Linked DNA regions of Gossypium hirsutum: region 2 is linked to region 1. The links are chromatin contacts, called in public Hi-C maps. All regions are on one chromosome and are shown on one strand. Each heading gives the region's core, a stretch centred on a gene start, on an enhancer-like site or on the middle of the called end of the contact. The rest is flanking DNA. Distances are from core to core; before and after follow the strand shown. Region 1 holds the start of LOC107920286 (RING-H2 finger protein ATL54). Region 2 holds the start of LOC107888859 (homeobox-leucine zipper protein ATHB-6).

Region 1 (7,014 bases), core at 1,731-4,230:
GTCACCATGTCTGAATTTTTTTGACATATTTCGGCGTGTCCTATACGTATCCGGGCGTGTCCGACGAGTGTCCGTGTCGGACACACGTACAACACCTGTATGAGGAGGGATGAGCCGTGTCTGTGCTTCCTAGTATTTCATTCATGTAATTTGGTATCCATGCTCCTCTGAATCCGGACACCAAATTCTCTCTCCATGCTTCAATCCTCTCAAATACCTTTAGAAGTTTTCCTCGTCCTTCTTTTATAACATCTTCAACGTTTTCATTGTTCTCAAATCTTGTCACCATCGTATTAACAAAAACCCGCTTAACTACGATAACATCAAATCCCAGTCATCCTCATCACCTCATCCTCTATGTCATGAATCGTTTCAACACAAAATTATATTTATTTAATATTAATATGAATATAATTATAAAATTTAAATTTATTATTATATATTTAAAAATATTGATGTATTTTTATATATGTATTTGAATTTTTTTAGAATTAGGATCAAATTGAGATTATTTATAAATTTTGAGAGTTAATTTTTTAAAAATTGTGACTAAATTGATATAATATGTAAAAGTTAAGGACTAAATTTGTTATTATATCGATTGTTTAACTGCCACATTCTCTTACCATACGGAGTGACCAAAATGACCGAACTATATAATATGAGTGCTTAAATTGCAAAGTTTTTATTTTAAGTGCTTAAAATGAAAATTTTTAATAGTTGGATGACTATTTGTATAGTTTACCCATTTCTTTTTGATATTTTAATATATATATATATCACAAAGTAAATAACTATCAACAGTCATAATATGTAACTCATCCTCTTCCCAAATTTTGTAAGGCGAAATAATGTTAATTATACCAAATGTAAAGTTTTAAATTAGTTTTTAAATTTTAAAATTTTATAATTGAATCCTTAAATTATCAAAACCATGAACTTTTTTTTGCTAGCGTAGCCTTTAGTTTAGGTGTTAAATATTATGTTTAGCATATTTAAAACTCATTGAAGTTTACAAATCAATTTAAAATTTAGGCCAAACTTTAGGGACTTATGGTGCAATTAACTAAAAAGAAAAGATAAAACAAGCTTATAAACCAAACCGGTTAAGCCTAGACAAGTAAACTTATTTTTCATTTAAGTCCGAGTCCAACTCTATGGAAGCTTGTAAACATATCTGAGTACCATACACGTATAACGCAAATTCATTCACCTTTTTTATATTAATTTGGGAGTATATAGTCTACGACGGGGAGATTTATTTATTCAATACAAGAAAAGTAGAAACAGAAACATCTAAAGAAATTATATGTTATATATAACTCAAAATAAATAGCAGCATATTTAACTACCATGATTATAGCGAAGCACCATATCGCAAGTAAACTTCGATGATCCATTTACTTCTATAATCCGCTGTTATCTCAGCTTGAATTCACAAGGGAAGGATCGAACCTTGGCATTTAGTTCTTTTGGAGAATAAGAATATTCCACCAGATGAGAAAGATCTTTTCATGGAAACAGGCCCCTTGGTTAAAGATCTCCTTATTGAAGAGCTTTTCATCAGCTTGCATATGCTTGAACCTCCTCTGCTTCGCTTCACAGCAATCTTTCCCGTTGAACACTTTAACTGTTGTAATTCAGTATCTAAACTTCCACGATGTTTATGCTTCGCAGTTGCTTCACCAGCTATTTCCATGGCAGAAGATAAATCCAATGAAACTGACCTCCTCGTCGCTTGAATCTCTTCTTGAATCCCGTCTATATCGGTTAAGATATTTGAATCAGAATGACCCAAAATTTTCCTAGAATTTTCCCAATTGTCTTCATCTTCAATCCTACAAGTTCTCATTTCTTCACTGATTCCACCTTCACCGACATCGTTTTCTACCGGGGTTTCATTGCTCGAACCTGAATCAATGGAATTAGGCCCCGGTTCACTGGTATGAGCAATCATGGTTTCGGAAACAACAGGGGCGCGACACAATGGGCAGTTTTGATGTGACCGTAACCAAGTGTCGATACAAGGAAGGTGAAAACCATGGCTGCACTTGGGCAAAAGCCTGAGGCTTTCATTTTCTTGGAACTCGTTCAAGCAAACAGAACACTCGGTCCCTTCAATCAACCCATCATATTTTTTATACTTGAAAACTGTGATGGAATCAATGACCGACTGTTGGAGACCAACAGTATTGATGTACCATATGGGGTTATCTACTTGTGGTATTTGATCTTCATCAAGGAAAAAGTCATCTTGAGTACCGAAAAAAACAACGGGCAAACTTCTTCTCCTTGAATGATTGGTCCTCTTGTTAAAATACAATCTAACAAGTGCAAAGAAAATACATAGTAGAAGAGCGGAACTTAGCATGCTTGCCACTACTGTGAAGCCAGTAACCAACAAGCTTTGCTCATCATGCTTCTGACCTGGTGGTAGCGCTTGTGGCGTAGGCCTTGGCAGTGGCTTATGGTTGTTTCCACAAGGTTGATTACAGGGGCCGGATTTGTTTTCTCTTCCCTGACACTTACATGCTGATCCTGGTAGAGGTAGATCTAAATCAGGCATTGTGGAAAGCAGAGGAAAATCAAGCGAGGGACGAAAGATTGATGCCCATTTGAGATTATGAGATAAGCTTTAACACTTACTTTTTGTCGTCTATCTATCCTTCACTTATGGTGTGAGTTTGAAGTTTGGCTTTGCGTTTTTTAAAATTCTTGTTATTTTTTCCCACAAATTTCATGTGAAGTCGTGAGATCTGAGACATTTCGTTTTCCATGAAAGACTACATTTTGCATTTGCATTTACTCGGTAGCTTCGTTTTTCTTCGGCCTTTTGTTTTGGTCAGAAGACTCTTTGCAGTCAACCACGCGTAAACGTTCATTGACGTAGTGTAGGGTTCATGGGAAATTATTTGTGCTTAAAATATGCTCCTAGTCCCTTTACTTTTTATACATTTGAAATTTAGTCTCTTTATTTTTACTTTTAGAAATTTAGTCCCTATACTATTCAATTTACAAAATTTAGGTCCAATTATTAAATTTATTTAAATTCTTCTATTAAATTCAATAGTGTAACATTTTAAAATAAAAAAAAACAATTCACTTGATAGTCATGTAATAAAAAAGTAGCGTTGCAATAAACCTAAATTTAAGAGAAGAGTTTTAACAATGTAAACAACTGGATTTGCATTTTTAAATATTAACACTAAATTCCTTGAAATAAAAGTATAGGAACTAAATTCCAAATGTACAACAAGTATAAGGATTGAAGCATATTTTATCCCAATTTATATTATCAAATATGATATAAAAAATTACGAGTGATTACACTTTGTAAAATAAAACATATATAGGGAATTAAAATTTCTTCTAATTCTAAATGGATGTAATTCTATCTTAATAATTACACTTTCGTCTAATTACTCTCTGATGCCTAAATATATCCCTAAATACAGAAAGACAACTTATATTAGTAGACAAACCTAAACATGTTCTTAGTCTAATCAAAATGAGCAAACTAATTGAAAGACAAATATGTCGTATATCAAGTTCAATTTAGGAGATGCTTTGTAACATCCTGTTTTTGGGTCAAATTAGAATAGTGGTTTCGGGACCACGAATCTGAACTAGAAATATTTATATTATTACTTCTTTAAGGTCTACAGCATGATAGAATAATTGTGTGAAAATTTCGTTAAGAAATTTTATCGATTGAGTACCCAATTTGACTCGAAGGACTAAATTGTAATAAGTGCAAAATTTGAGTTCTATAGGTTAAAGTTGTCAAATTGCTATGAAATTCTAAACTAGAGGTCCTTAAATGGTAATTAGACCATTATATTTAGTATGGAAAAAAATTGACATGACTAGGTAAAATTGTAAAGTTATGCATTAAGGGCATTTTAGTAATTTGTCAAATAAAGAAAAAATTAACTAAATAAAAGTGTCCATCTTCTCAAATTAGTCCCCCCCCATAGCCGAATTTGAAGAATAAGACATAGCTAAGGTTTTATCCAAGCTTTCAAGCTCGATTGTAAGTCCGTTCTTGTCCCGTTTTTAACGATTTATACAATTTTGAGATTGTTGTAACTAGATTTAGCTATTTTAAGAACTAATTTGAAAGAAAATCGAAGTCCAAAATTTTACCCATGTTGGATGTACATGTATTTTGATGTTTGCTGGTAGAAAATGCATGTTTGTTGTTTGTTAAACGACTTTTGCAAAATAATTTTTGGTAAAAAGTCAAATAGGGACTTATTTGTAAAAGTCTATAAAATATGTAAAGAAGTGTGAATAAATGAAAAATGTGGGTTGTTATGAGCATAAATAACAATCGACTAGGATTGTGTTATGATGAAATTGAATGAAATTCAATTTACGAGTTTAGGGACTAAATTGTAAAAAGTTAAAAAGTGAGGGGCAAAAATGTAAATTTTGCCATAATATGTTTTTGGGCTTAATTGAATAATTTAATGATTAAATAAGTTAAATATCGTATTATAGATCAAGAAAAATGAAGCTCAGGTGTAGATCGAAGGAAAAACAAAGTATTTAACTAATAGGTCCTTTTGGCCGTTTTTTGTAACCGAGGTAAGTTCGTATGTTAAATAAGATTTACTTTAAATGCATTTTGAATGCTTTAATTTATGCATGAATTGTGTAATCGATCTTACAGACACATTTGATGACGTTTTGACAAGCGAGAAATCCCAATCGAACCTTAGGAATAGATTAGGATAGAAGTGACATGTCACCAGGGTTTTATGTTATGTGATTCCGGGTGCTGGTCCTGTATGTCCTACCGGTGGCTAAGCATACCGACATATGTTGCGGTTACTTGACAACTTGTGTGAGCAGCACCATGTAACTACGTCTCGACTGACAGCTTGTGCGAGAAGGCCCGTTGTTGGCTCGAGAGCAAGCATGTATGTGATATGAGATAGAGGTAGCAATGGCTACACATGTGGCACCTTGTGTGCAATGCTTCTAGAGTATCTGAATTTATTATTCCGAGTGGTTCATTGGGTATGACAAGGATGAGAATGTGAATGAAATTATTTCGAGGTTGTACAGGTATGTACTCAAAGCTTATGATTATTAATTTGTGATGTGATGAATTTAAGGTAAGTTTGTGATGGTAATGATTTTTTATCATGAGAACATGGTAAATTACATTTCCTTATGACATATTACTTAGATGTTAATGTATGGTAAGGTTAGCTTATTTCTTTCATACGAGCTTACTAAGTTATATAGCTTACTCTATTTTATTTTCCATGTTTTATAGTGTCGCCAACTTAGCTCGGATTGGAGATCATCGAAGATTGTATCACACTATCGAACTGTATTTTGGGTACCAATGATTTTAAACATTTTGAAAATACAGCATGTATAGAGACTTGGTCATTTTGTTATATGTGTCATTATGAATTTGACCAAATGTATTGGCCTGTAATTGTCAAAGGCTTGATGTGGTATTTAGCTATGTAACTTGGCTCATTTTGGTTGAATTGGTTGTAAGCTTAGATATATACATACATGCATGTGCAACCATCTCTTGTGTGATGTGGTTTATAAATGCTTGTAAATGGTTGAATGTGGCTTATTGGTTTTGGTTGTTGAATGGTTAAGATTGGCCCATTGGTGTGCTAGAAAAACTAAGTAAAATATTCATGTTGTTGGTAGCCATATTGAAACTTGTAGAATGTGAGTTGGTATGATTTGGTTTGACAAATTATGGTATTGTAAATGTGTTGAGTGTGGGTAATGAAATGACATGAATTGGCCTTATTGTGGATGTTGGGTTGTCTAAGTATATCATGATTTATGCCATTGAACTTGTGTGTGTGTATGTGGAAATGAAGGTGACAAATGACTTGATAAATAGCCTTTATTTTGTCTACACGGGTAGACACACGGGCGTGTGTCTAGACCGTGTGTGACACACGGTCTGCCCTATGGGCATGTGTTTTGGCCGTGTGTCCCTTGTACCTTAATTTTGAGAAATAGAATGCTTGGAATTGAGCACACAGGCAAAGACATGGGCATGCGTCTCAGTCATGTGAGGGACACGGCCTCAGGCACGGGTGTGTGTCTCGATTGTGTGAAGTCTGCACCTATTTTATGAAAATTAAATTAACCACATGGCCTAGCACACGGGCATGTGACATGGCCTGTGATCTCAATTTGTTCATGCATTACAAAATAGAGAGTTATACGGGTTAGGGACAGAGGTGTGTCCCAAACCACACGGGCATATAACCCCTGTTCATAGCAAAAAATTTCTAAGCTTTGTAAAAATTTCCCAAGTTGTCGGTTTAGTCCCGAACCACTTCCAAAGCATGTTTTGGGCCTCGTAGGCTCGTATTAGAGACTTTATGATTGAATACAAATGGTTTTAATTTGGATGTAAATTTATGACTTGATTTGTATGTTTGCTTGTGATGTAAGTCCGGTAATGCCTCTTATCCTGTTCCGGCATTGAATATGGGTAAGGGGTGTTACATTTAGTGGTATTAGAGCTATGGTTTAGTCGATTCTCGGATTAACATAGCGTGTATACGAGTCTAGCTATACATGTCATATTTAATTTGTGATAGTGTGACAACTCTTGACAATTTAAATTGTGTTTTCATCTAGTAAATGGATCCCAATCGAGAGGTAGTTGATGATGCTGAAAATAATGCGCTGGCTCTCGTCCATGGGACAACGCCATCTGTAAGTAGACCAATAACGATTAGTCAGGGAGGAGAGGCTAGGAAAGCCTTCTTCCAAAGGATGAATGAATGGTTTGCCTAGTTTGTTTGAATAAATTTGACTGCCCAACATCCTCTACCCCCACCTAACCTGATGCGATCCCAGTCGTATCATGTTTCGATACATCTCGACGACATCGAGATTGGCCTAAACTAGAGGGGGCCAAGTGCAAAATGAGATGTTTAATTCCAATTTGTTAATAAATTGAGTTGTTGGACTTTATTTTTAATTAAGTTTCTTGAATAAATTACTCATCTT
Region 2 (7,014 bases), core at 1,276-3,775, 180 kb after region 1:
TAAAAGTTAATTATTTTCTATTTAATTGAATTTCTTTTAAAATATTTATGAAGAATACTTTAAACTTTATCAAATAATATTTAAAAATAATAAAATAAACATCATTTTATCAAATAAATTTTAAATTTTCAAAATTTCAAAATTAATATAAATGGTTAAAAATTTCATAAAACCGAACTCAACGCAACCGGTATAACTTAAAAGCATACTCGCATACTCGCACTTGCATTGGATGAATAAGAGAGATCTATTAAGAGGACTATGAATTTTAATTTGACGGGCCAAGGTTTATATTTAACAGGTCAATAACCAGATTATAACTTCTTCTCTTTTTTTCCATTTTATAAACCAAAGGATTTTAATAGGAATTTTTCAAATTAATTTTTAAGCTGCTTGAAATCATGTTAAATAATTAATTAGTTTCTCAGCTCACTAAATTTGATTGTATATTCTGCCAAATATTCATATTTATCGTACAGAGTTGTTGGCGTCAATTTTTTTTATTAGAAATAAAAAATAAATAAATTTCTCCTTCGTACTTTGATTATATAATTTCTAGAGTTAAAAAAGTTTGTTATTTCTTGAAATCATTTTCAATTCTATTATATTTTAAATATATGTTTATTACGATGGTTTTAGGTAAAAAGTCTATGCACCATTATAAAATTTGAGTTTTAATTTCTATACTTTAAAATAAAAAAAAGTTTAATTCTCTTATTTTTTTAATTTAAAAATTGTTCTCTAATCATTATTGCTATTAGTAATTTCTATTAAAAATTATTAACTTATTTAGGTCTAATTTAAAAATATTTCTTAAAAATACTTTCAAGAAAAAAATACTTTTAAAAAGAAATTAAAATTTTTAACTTAAAAGAAAAGTGCTTTTGGAGAGAAGCTCAATCGTATGCCATATCTCACAAGAGCAACTTAATCAATACGCAAGAATGACAAATTTTGATGAAAAATAATGATTAAACTGATATTTTTAAATAAAAAAGTAAAAAAATAATTTTTAATTTTTTAAATATAAAAATTAAATATCAAATTATATTAAAATATAATGAGTAACAATATTGTTAATTATTTTTGTTCATTTTATATTCCATATAAAATATACAAATCAATCTATCAATGAAATAAAAGTAATAGAATTTTCTGTACTGTTAAAATTAATAAAAATAAATATGTCAATAAAGTTTTTTCAATAATGATATATTTCTTCGTAACAAAAGAATATGTTTAGGCCCAGTGTTTTTGGTAAAAAGACTTATATGATATCTTTTTATTTTGATGTTGAGTAGATTCATTCTATTTATAAAAAAATCAAAATAATTTAATTTGTATCTATTTTTAAATAAATTACTATTAGTATTATGTTTTTCATTAATTGTACACAATATAATAATTAATTTAACTGTCAAAATTTACACATTTTATTAATTTAATTTAATTTTAAAAATTTAGCCCACAACCAAAGTTATTAGGAGTAGGCTGATTGGTACATTGGTTTTAAAGAAAGAGGTTAAAGCGGTTGACTCACAAATCATTTAAACCGAGGTTTTTATTTTTTAAAATTTATTTAATCAAATTAGACCAATCTATCAAATTCGGAATAGATAGTCTAACTGGTCTAACCATTGGTTCGGTTTTAAAAATATTGCCTGCAACATTATATGTTTTGTCAACATTTATGTAGAATATATAAACATCGAAAGTTAAATTTGCTATTATATTAATCAAAATTATGTACCATTGACAAAAAAATTAAAGTTATGATTAATTGTCTTAGTTGCTTACTTTCAAAATTATTAAGAATTAAATTGTCTCACTTTTTTAAAGAGAGACCAATTTACTCAAAATTTATTTAATTAAACTGATCAATTGATTAAACTAAAAATTGATAGTATGATCGGTCTAAACATCAATTTAGTTATAAAAATATTGCCTGCAACATTCACATATATCAATATTCACATATAATTTAAAAAATGTTGATGATTAAATTCGTTATTATACCTATATACAATCGATAAAAAGTATTAAAGCCATAATTAATAAATTATTTCAATTTTTTAAAGAAAGATCAATTTATCTACGGGTATCAAAATTTAAAAAGACTAAAAAGGTGTTTATGAATATTTTTTCTTTTAAAAAAATATTAAAATGATCAACGATTAATTGCACCGACCAGGAGTAGTGAAGTCCATGATACGCTGACGCCAACCAAATCTTCTTAAGCCTAAAAAAAATAAGAGAAAAAAAAAACCAGCGCCAAGCCCTTATAAGCCGAGCCATTTCAATTATTTAAATATATATAAAACAATAATATTATTTTATTATAAACAAGTTACCCCTTCTAGTTTTACCACCAAAAAGGGGAAAACAACAAAACAAAATAAAACGGTCGAAAACCGGCAATAACAAGTAAAAGCTAAAACTTGCATTTGGAATGCATTTTGGGTTCATTTGCATTTGCCAACGTTGCTTAACCCCAGTCAGATTCTAACCCAAATGTGACCCATCGAAGTTCCTTATTTAAAGTTGGAGAAACTGGTTAAAGCCAGCTCTCAGCTGGGTTCTTCTGGTTAAAGTCTTTGTAATTTAATTGAGTTTTGATCGGGTAATGGTGTGGAAGAAACGGAAATATTTCAAAGTTCTTCTCTTGTAGGGTTGGGTTTTTTCTTTTCCTTTTCTTTTTTTTTCCTTTTTGAGGCAGGGGTGTTCTTGTATGTATATCGGGTCTGTTGGAAGCTTGTGTTGCTGTGTCTTGTTTTCTTGCTTTGAATTTGATTGTTTTCAATGGGAACTAAGAGGATGAAACAAGAAGAGAAGAAATCTGATGAGGAAGTTAAGAGAGGGCATTGTTTGTTATACAGTTGTAAACAAGTTGATCTTGTTTCAGACAAACTTACGATTTGTAATAACTTCTCTCGACCTTGAGCCACTTAAACAAAGATTTGACCAGAAGAAAGCCACTCACAACACACCAAAACTTAAAAGGATTTTTAAGACTAGAAGAAGAAAGAGATCTCTACTTTACATAAGAGTGTTCATTTCACCAAGTTCATCAAACCATGAAGAGATCGCTTGGCAGCTCAGATTCCATGGCTACTTTCATGTCCATCTGCCCAACCACAGGTCTAAAAAAACAACCCCAATTTCAATTAACCTCATCTAGAATTAAATCTTTTATTTTTTTTGGTTGCAAAATACCTTGCTTTAGTGTCTCAATTGGCTATTTGTTTTGTTTGGTTCAGATGAAGAAAGTCCAAGAAACAACCATATTTACAGTAAAGAGTTGCAGTCGATGTTAGATGGATTAGAGGAAGAAGGCTGTTTGGAGGAAGCAGGCCATGTTGCTGAGAAGAAGAGGCGTTTAAGCGTGGATCAAGTTAAGGCCTTGGAGAAGAATTTCGAGGTCGAAAACAAGCTTGAACCTGAGAGGAAAGTGAAACTAGCTCAAGAACTTGGCTTGCAACCTAGACAAGTTGCTGTCTGGTTCCAAAACCGCCGTGCCAGGTGGAAGACCAAGCAATTGGAAAGGGATTATGGCCTGCTTAAAACCAGTTATGAAACTCTTAAGCTGAACTTTGATACCCTCCAACATGGCAATGAAGCTCTTCTCAAAGAGGTAATATTATAACTGCTTGGTTAACGTGCCAATAACTTCACTTTCTTTAGCTTTTTATTCTAAAAACAGCCTAATGATTGCTGCCAGATAAGAGAGCTGAAAGCGAAGCTGAACGGAGAAAGCGTAGGGAGCAACCTTTCAGTGAAAGAGGAGGCGATTGTGCCTGAAACTGACGATAAAACAATGGAACAAAGTGAACCACTTCCAGCTTCTTCTTTGGCCACTTCATCCGAGCCAGTAGAACTGAACTACGAGTGCTTCAAGAGCAGCAACAATAGAGTGGCTGACGCCATCCTTTTCCCAGAACTGAAAGATGGGTCATCGGATAGTGACTCAAGTGCTATCTTGAATGAAGACGACCACACCAACAACAACACCAGCAATGGTGCTGTTTCGTCATCTGGGGTCCTACAAAGCCAACATCTTTTGATGTCACCAACGACAACCTCTTCGTTCAACTTCGACTCATCTTCTTCGTCTTCACAGTCCTCCATGAATTGTTTCCAATTCTCAAAAACAACCTATCTTGTGAAGATGGAAGAGCACAATTTCTTTACTGCAGATGAAGCTTGCAATTTCTTCTCTGATGAGCAAGCTCCAAGTCTTCAATGGTGTTATCCGGAGCAATGGAACTAAAAGCAGAAGCCAAAATGAGCATGTATGTAACCAAATGCAATGAAATAAGCCAAAAAACAAAGTTGGGTATCTAAAATGAAGCTCCAAGAGTGTTGTAAGATGCGAATTATGTAACAAGTTAAACTACTAATACCGTGAAAGAAAGAGAAAAATGGGGATTTGGAGCTGAAGAAGAGGCATAGAGAAGGGTTGATATGGCCGCCGAAAGAGGGCTTAAAGCATATGGCGACACCAGGCCAGGCGTGCGGGAAATGATTAGGTCGTAATTGATAGCACTTATCTTTTTTCACTCTTCTGCTGTAAATGGAAAAATCTCCCCCATTCCATTGGGGCAAAGTAAACAAAATCATCAATCATCATTTTCTTTTATCTTTTCTTTATGCAATATAGTAACAAATGATGAAAGAATTTTAGTTTTTCCTAGTAACGTATGATTTTAAGATTTATGCTTTTTCTTTAAAAAAAACTGAATTCGGTTCTGTGTTTTTCTTGAGAGTTGAAAAAGTTTAACTAGATTTGATAGCTTGGGAATTCTATACCATCCTTTAACAGTTGAGTTTCTTCCCCGTTCCCAATTTCTATGACATCAAATTCTTGAATTCCTCTACGACCTTAAACTATTGAGTTTCACACAATAAATTAAACAAAAAGTTTTGTTAATGCTTTAGATATAGATGAAAATTATAAGAAAAAAAATACAACTCTGATACAAGATTTCAATGAGGGACGACGAGGAGGAGAAAATGGTGGAGACAAGAAGGCCGATTTACCTATGCCAGGTAGATAGCTGGAGTTAGGGGATTCAAAAAGGAGGAGAGGAGGTTGATACTTAAGTTTTCTTGGGGAAGAAGGAGATCTTTTGCTACTTGTGTTCTAGGATATATATAGGAGGGTTACTATTTGTTTAGTAGTCTCACGTAACCAACATTAAGGAAGGTAGACTTGCTCGTGTGGTCGGCCATGTTGCATGGCCGTTATAAGTCAGTTGTCACCATATGTTGTATCATATGATTTTGTTTTGACATTCTCCTTGCTGAGGTTGTAATATCCTGAATTAGGGCCTAATCGGAATAGTAGTTTCGTGACCACAAATCCGAGATAGAAATAATTATTTTATGATTATTTTGAGGTCTATAATATGATTGCATGATTGTGTGAAAATTTCATGAAGAAATTCTATGCATAAAGTGCTTAATTTGAAGTTAGGGACTAAATTGAATAAGTTCCAAAACTTGCATTCTAGAAGTTTCTAGTATGAAATTGCTTTGAAATATTAATTAGGAGGTCTTAAATAGAATTTGACCAATTTCAAAGTTTATGGACAAATATTGGACATGAATGGAATTTTTGGAAAGTTTAGTAGTAAGGGTATTTTGGTCATTTAGGGGTAAAATGAATTAAAATACAAAATTAAAAGCCAATTTTGCTCATCTTCTTCACCATGGACGTGTATACCAAGGGAGACTCTATCGCTAGGGTTTCCAAGCTTCCAAGCTCGATTGTAAGTCCGTTCTAGCCTCGTTTTTAGTGATTTTTACGTTTTTGGAGTCCCAGTAACTTGATTTAGCTTATGCTAGCAATAATTCAACCTAGGGTTCATATTTGGAAAAATACCCATAGGTGAAATTTGTGTATTTTGGTGTTTTATGATAGAATATGAAGTTTTAAATTATGTTAGACAACTTGTGCTACTCGGTTTAATTTCCGAATTAAAAATACCTAATAGTCATAAGTACATGTTAGAGTGAGAATTTGATGTTGCCATAGAAGGGGAAAATGATCAGCATGTCATAAAACATAAGAAAATAGGATGAAGTTTAATTTCCGAACCTTGGGGCAAAAGTGCAAATATGCAAAAGTTTAGGGGTCAAAATGAAAATTTTTAAAAATATGATTTTTGGACCCGTATGAATATTGTGACTAATTATTAGGCTAAATGTGATATTATAGATGAAGGAAATCGAGATTCGGGCTTAAATCGGGAAAATACAAGGTTATGGACTAAAATGGTAAATTGTTGTTTCTAGATCGAGGTAAGTTCGTATGATAATAATAATGCAATGTTATGTTTGAATTATATTTCTTACTATTATTGCATATATTTTATGATTTAATATATTGGAAAAGTTGATGGAATGGTGTTTATGATGTGGAAATATGACATGAAAGAATGTTACATGAAATGCAATAAAATGATGATACATGACAATTGATATATGAAATATGTGATATATGTTATGTAAATTCTTAAAAGCTGATTTGATATTTGAGTTGTGTCTTATTATACTATGAATGGACAATTGGTACTATGGATAGTGAGATCGACACTTCGAGTAAATTCGTACATAAATAATCTATCGATTCTTTTTATGTTATTATATTTTGATATCAATGAAATGTGGCTGCCTATCAAATGGTTATTTGATGTAAATTATGAATTTAAATTGATTACGGGCAATTTAGTAAAATGTTGAAAAGTGAGGAATTTCCCGATTGAACCTTCGGAATAAAACGATACGAATGATCTATTGTGAGGTCGCATGTGTAGTACTAAGTGCAGGCTACTATGCGTACCCGAAAACTGTGATCACGTGTGTAGTACTAAGGGCAGGCTACTACGTGTATCAGATGGTTAGGTCACGTGTATAGTACTAAGTGCAGGCTACTACGTGTACCAGATAATTGGTCACGTGTGTAGTACTAAGTGCAGGCTACTACGTGTACCGGATAATTGGTCACATGTGTAG

Evidence for each region. Hi-C and Micro-C count contacts between places; a contact is called where the count stands out from the background.
Region 2: a contact with region 1 is called in a Hi-C map of leaf, with 2.6 times the contacts expected there. The contact joins the promoter of LOC107888859 here to the promoter of LOC107920286 in region 1. A contact is called at or near these places in 2 of 34 Hi-C or Micro-C datasets (both in leaf).

The regions. Positions count from the first base shown.
Region 1 is chrA12:61,163,747-61,170,760 of Gossypium_hirsutum_v2.1, forward strand. It overlaps LOC107920286 (RING-H2 finger protein ATL54), which reads right to left and starts at 2,981. Exons shown (of 1, transcript XM_016849911.2): 1 at 1,196-2,981. The coding sequence starts at 2,566. The coding sequence ends at 1,436.
Region 2 is chrA12:61,347,930-61,354,943 of Gossypium_hirsutum_v2.1, forward strand. LOC107888859 (homeobox-leucine zipper protein ATHB-6) reads left to right here and starts at 2,526. Exons shown (of 3, transcript XM_016813108.2): 1 at 2,526-3,138; 2 at 3,258-3,631; 3 at 3,719-4,690. The coding sequence starts at 3,075. The coding sequence ends at 4,267.